2 separate regions of the Capsicum annuum genome follow, and region 2 is linked to region 1. A link is a contact called in public Hi-C data. All regions are on one chromosome and are shown on one strand. Each heading gives the region's core, a stretch centred on a gene start, on an enhancer-like site or on the middle of the called end of the contact. The rest is flanking DNA. Distances are from core to core; before and after follow the strand shown. Region 1 overlaps LOC124900042 (a long non-coding RNA gene). Region 2 has its middle 14 kb from the start of LOC107856285.

Region 1 (3,171 bases), core at 398-2,897:
ATACCCCTCCACTAAGAAGAATGAGGCCCACAGAAAGAGAATGAAATTTTTGGAGGGTGGTTGCCCCCTCTGATTGGCCTATGTTTTTCCTTTAACCAAACCAACAACCCTCTTCAGATGTACTGCAAACATACTCCAATCTTGTGTAGCAATTGTTAAAAATTGCTTGAAGTTGTCCAAACGCCAGCTTGTGGGGAAGTTCCTATCTTTCAAAAGTGACTGTGATGATAATTTAGCCATCAGAGAGATGGGAGAATCCTCACCATAGTTTATGCCTAGAAAGGAAAAATTTGACATCGAAGAGAGGATTTTCTGTAAAGGGCTGTTGCCCTCTCTCTTCAAGTCCATGATTTCTTCGCAATTGATTAAAAACCTATAACCTTTTCAGAAGAAAAAAGAACAATAATATTGATTTCCGTGTTATATATATGTATGCTTATTCCAGTTTCTTCTTCTGCTACTGCTACAGCTGATTTTCGCAATTAATTACTTTTATGTCCCTGTAAAATACCAGGTAGAAATGACACAACAAGGAAGCCCCTTTTAATGGGCCATTTGCGAGAATGTTGATTGATCTGAAAAATGGGTTGTGATGCTGATTTTCTTTGCATTGAGAGGATCTGACCCGTAACTTGGCTGGGTGACTCGGCATGGCATCATCTGTAAACCAGTATCTATTAATCGGTATCTACAGCCATGGCGATGTCGCTTTCTTTTTACATGTTAGAACAACAAAACCTGAGCCCTAAAATGTACGACAACTATTTAATGATCAGATCTCGGGAATTGAATTACCCAATTATGTTCAGTTTTTTTTGAAACACCCCATTTTAGATGCAGTGCTCTATCAAGTTTTAGCTCAAAAATGAGGTAATTGGAGTAACAAAAAGGATTTTTCATGGTTGTTGACCATCGCCTGTATGCCAGTGATTTATCTTTAGCTTTAATCAGCTGCCTTTTTAGCATGTGTATGAGGTATGTATGTATGTATATATGTGTGTGTGCGTCTGTTCTGTCTCTCTATCTGTGTCTACTTTGATCCGGTGTGGATGCATTTTCAGAGAACTTAAAAAGCAAAAGCATACGAACGGGATAGTTGAGAAACTTATAAGCTCTCTGGTTAAAGTATCTCTTATAAATCAGAGTGTTCTATAGAAATATGGAGGTTCAACCCACTATTAAGAATGAGGCCAACAGAGGAAAGGGAATTCTTTGAGGGTGGTTTCCCGTGTAGAGTATGCAGAGCAACCCAAATGAATGAAAGAAACATATACCGGCAATATTGTCTATAAAGAAGTATTAGGTGAGAATTGTTTCATTACATTATTATATAACATCAATGATTTAAATAATTATTAGTTTTAACTACAATATAAATTTTCACCCGTATATGGACTTATTGTTACAACAAAATACATGACAAAACTCATCAACATGGAAAAAGCAAAATATTTTTTTTTACTATATTCATTCATCTATACTTTCATATCATTTTTATTAAATAAATCACAACGATTTTATTTACAATGAAAGTGCTAACTCTAATGTTTGACAATAAAGACACATTTAACAAGACTCACGTGCAACGCACGTGTCGTGACACTAGTATGACTAAATGAGTGAACTTGATTCCAATATAACAGGTTCATTTGGGTTGAAATCCGTCTGAGATAATTCATACATTAACAATGAGCATCACTTTCAGAGTTGACAATGACATTTCAGCCGCTTTCACTTAAATGTAAATTACGAATTGAAACATGTAGATACAAATATGTTCTGAGTTATCTGTCGAGTCCTCATCTAAATGCCAAATTGTGACACTCCAAACTCATCATAATGGATAGAAAGGCATTCACTTTTTAGGTACATTGAACTCTTGCTACAATGGAAAAAAAATAATAGGAAAGATGACATTAAACTTAAAACGTTGTCTTATCACATTAGAAAAAAATGCGTACCTCTTTTCTTAGGATGGTCAAATGAACAAAGTGTGAAATTTTTACTTCATATCTTAGTAGGTGTCTTTATGATTTCAAATTGTTCAGACCCAATGAAATTTATACAACTATATCAACCAAGGTCATTCACTCAAAATAAAAAGAGGTTCACACAAATGATACTGCAACGCTTGTGTCTCACAAAGTCTCCCCCAAACGAAACTCTCAAACCCCTAGGACTACATTATGGATGCTAGAAGAATGGAGTTTCTGTTTATAGAGTCTATAACCTTTTCCTACAAGAACAAGGATTAGCCTAATATGGAGAATATGTTTTTCTTTTCCTAAAAGGAAACTCAATTATGGTACTTAAAGGAAAACCCAATTATGGTAAGAAATTCAGGACAAACACCAACAATTCTCCCTCTTGGCCTGAATTTCTAATAAAATAAATTTGTTCCACCTTCTTTATGTAGTCTTCAACAAGTTAAATCTCCATCTCAAAAATCTCCTCCATTAAATCTTGCCTCTGCACATAGTAACACTTTGATAAAATTTCTTGAACCAAAATCTTCGTTATCATCTAATAGGTTACGACTAGAACTGAATCCGCCAAGATGAAGACCCAATTTTAACCTCGCTCTGATACCACTTGTTAGGACCGAAATAATCAGGTGTCATGCGAAATCTAACAAAGCAAACCTCGAAAGACCATGAATAAAAAGATAAATGAGAAATACACCAAAAGAGACACAAGAATTTAACATTGTTCAGTCTATCGACCTACATCCACAAAAGGAGATAAGCAATCCATTATATAAAAGAGAGTACAAATTGTCAAGAAAGACAATCTCACATAATTCACTCAAAATAAAAATAGGTTTAACAAGTGATACCGCAATGCTTGTGTCTCACAAAGTCTCCCCCCAAATGAAACTCTCAAACCCCTAGGACTACATTGTGGATGCTACAAAACTAGAAGAAAGGAGCCTCTATTTATAGAGTCTATAACCTTTTTCTAAAAAATAAGGATTATCCAAATATGAAGAATAAAGATAAAAAGAAAGCTCAAAAATCGAAGAGAAACCAACCAGAAAAGTTCGGTAAAGCCAGTTTTGTTAAAGATATTGGTAGTGATTGAGAATTCTTTGTAGTTTCTGATGGTAACTCCAAACCCTGTAAGGATTGGATTCTTGATTCAGTTTGCACGTTTCATATGTGTCGCAATCGG
Region 2 (3,171 bases), core at 212-2,711, 270 kb after region 1:
TTGTGCCTTCTTTAGCAAGCCGGAAGACGTAACATAAATCGCTTTCTTGAGCTTGCATACCAAGTTAAGATTCCTTGGAGAAGAGAAGCCTGGAGTTGGCGGAGGTTGAATAGAAACTTATTCTTGTCCCCTTCCCTTATGTTGTTGAAAGGCATTCTATTTTGCACGTCAAATTAAAATAAGGTCACCTTTTGATTATAGCCAATACAAGAATGCCACGAATGGTGTTTAGCAACCTGAAGCAAATATTTTCCCTATCTATAAAGGGGGACCTTGGGCCACTTAACTGTAAGAAAAGGGGTTCGACTCAATATTCTTGAAGGAATACTTTAGCTACTAATCTAGGTTTGTATCTATCTACCAAGCCATATGCTTTATGCTTGATCTTGTAAATCCATTTGCATCTAATAGCTTTTTCCCCTGCAGGTAATAAGACTAAGTCTTATTACTTTTTCCCTAGGCATTAATTTTTTCCTGTATAGCATCTCTTCAGCAAGAATGATTGGAGGCTTCAGAAAATGATTCAGGTTCATGAGAAGATTGAACTGAGATAAGGTAAGCTCGATGTTTTGGGGAAAACGATTCATAAGCCTTCAACAGGATAAGAAACTTGAGAGAATCGACGAAGGTGAGAGCGGGATCCATAATTTTAGGAAGTGACTGGAAGGGAAGTAACTGGGCTAGACTGCTGGTTTTTTGGAGTAGCCTGACCCTAGGAAAGAGATTGTAATCACCGTCGAGAATAAACATGTTGTGCCGAGTGACAGGAATCCTCTGAGGTCAGCTGAACAGGCTGACAGTCGGCAGAAAATACTAAGCAAAGTTATTGGCATAAAGAGTGAGGCTAATCCGTAGCATCAACTGCAGAAGAATGAGGTTCGAGTTAATGAACAGGAGAAGTCCGTAATACATCTCCATCATCATTCTCCCCCAAGGCTGACTAATTAGTTTAAGAAAAATATGAGGCGACCCTATTAAAGAGAGCATTAAGGATACATGAACTCTCTTGGATTTCACGCCATAGCATATATATATACACATACATACATACATACATACATACATACATACATTATACATACATTATAGAAAAAAATAGACATGAAAAACTACAGTAAATTGACTTTTTTTCTATTCTAATCATCTCCATCATATTTTAGGGAAAAAATATAAAATTATATTTTATTATTAAAAAAGTACACCAATTAATAGAGTAAAAGAAGTTTTAAAAAAATAAGTAAAAACTTAAACAACCCCCACCCACCACCCACCCACCCCCACCCCTACACCCAAAAAAAAAAAAGAAAAAACTAGAAAGCATCAAGAGAAAAAGTAAAGCAATCAAAAAAAATAATTAAAAAAGTAGAATGTAGCAAAAAGAAAAATAGAAGCACCCGCATATGGCTATATATGGGATATAAAATTCCTCCATCATTCGGTTGTCAATACTTTTAACGGAATGTCCATTTCTGTCCTTTTTTTCAAATAATTTAAGACCACCCACGAAATTTTGAAGAAAGGACACAAATAGAACTTTGGCTAAAATTATTGACACAAAAATGACTATTGAGTTTTAATTTCATTTCTAGTTATTTGCTTGCAGCTTTATACAATACAGAAATAAATTTGCCACATATCTTTTATATATATGTATTCTGTGCAATAAAGATACAATTTCTATATGTATCTTATACATATTACATATTTATACAATAATGGTACAAATTTTATGCACATCATATTAAAAGAATGCATATTCTATATAACAATGATATAATTTCTACCCATAAATTCGTTTCTCTATTTTATATATGGATTGTATCAGTATAGTATATGAACTGTATCTGAACTACCTAACTCAAAATGATCCAAATTAGTAAAAGGTTAATTAGTGGAATTAAAATGGTCGGCTGACCACTCCATATTCAATGACCCAAATGTGGCTAATTGTTTTGAGATGGGCTAGCTCGGGTCATTTTTCCAAAACTATCTAAATAACCAAACATCCATATTATATTTATTTATTTTCTCACTACTTTAAATTAATTACATAATACATATATCACTTCTTAACAGTTCTCCCCCGGATACATGCGGTTACATGTTATAACCCTCCTGCCGATACATATGGATATATACAAATTTATCTAAGGTACATGAATCTAGTGCGAATGAACCATATATTTGTACAAGAAAAAAAAATAATCATATATCGAAGCGTCTTAATCGTGTATTCAACTTCTATTTTAGTGGTATGATATTTAATTGAAAAACTAGTGATTGAGGAAGTAATTAGCTTCTATACTAGTGAATTTTCTATTCTTTATCATAAAATTTTCACTTTGGTTTTAAATTTGGAAAAAGTCCATATATAAACAATTAAAGTAATTAGTTTGCGATAAATATAGTCATGAATTTTTGCATAAAAAATAACTCAAAAAAAGTGTCTGCTATATATTGGTAGATCTAGTTCGACTCTTTACATCTACTGCATGCACAAATCTCCACTTCCTTCTTATGGTAAGAATAATTCGTTGTCTTGAGTAATGAATCTTGTTATATAATAATAGGTGATGATTTCAGTTTACAAAAATGTCGCTGTATATGTAATACATATGTAAAGTGTCGATATTATAAAAACAATTATGTAGTGTATCAATATTGTATAAATAGTATATAATCATGTATATATAATGTATAGCTATGCATCAGAGATGTATATATATCCATACATTATTTGTACAAACTTATACATTGCAGTAATTCACCTTGAAATCTAATAGTAAGTGGAGTTTTTCAATCCCGATCAACTCAAAATCTTCTTTAAACAGTCCCAAATTTTAGATATGAGCTCATTTGGATATTTTGAATCATTTGAAATACTATTCAATCAAAATGATTCAGATTTACAATATGTCAATTTTTAAAATCGAGCTTTTTGAAGAAAGTTTATGGCTGAAAGCAATGGAAAAGAAGAAAAGAAGTAGAAGAATGAAGAAAATGAGAAAAAGCAGAAGAAGGAATGAAGAAGAAGTGAAGAAGCTGATGAAATACATGCAGTCGAAGGGCCAATTTCGATAATTAAAAATGACTGAATGGTCAATATATGTAATGAGTGAGTTGTTTTTTTAAATAGGCTATTTTTTTGTGTAAAATTTAACTGAATATACA

The links. A called contact is a pair of places that touch in the nucleus more often than the background predicts.
Region 2: a Hi-C map of leaf shows a contact between it and region 1, with 2.7 times the contacts expected there. The contact joins two enhancer-like sites. A contact is called at or near these places in 2 of 5 Hi-C or Micro-C datasets (leaf and placenta).

Annotation. Positions count from the first base shown.
Region 1 is chr7:17,263,549-17,266,719 of UCD10Xv1.1, forward strand. It overlaps LOC124900042 (a long non-coding RNA gene), which reads left to right. Exons shown (of 2, transcript XR_007057626.1): 2 at 515-821. Among protein-coding and RNA genes, the nearest start is that of LOC124900042, 9.6 kb to the left of the region's middle. Within about 2 kb of position 1,648, at least 2 of the 5 cell types and tissues checked have an H3K27ac peak or open chromatin away from gene starts, as enhancers often do.
Region 2 is chr7:17,529,905-17,533,075 of UCD10Xv1.1, forward strand. No RefSeq gene overlaps it. Among protein-coding and RNA genes, the nearest start is that of LOC107856285, 14 kb to the right of the region's middle. Within about 2 kb of position 1,462, at least 1 of the 5 cell types and tissues checked has an H3K27ac peak or open chromatin away from gene starts, as enhancers often do.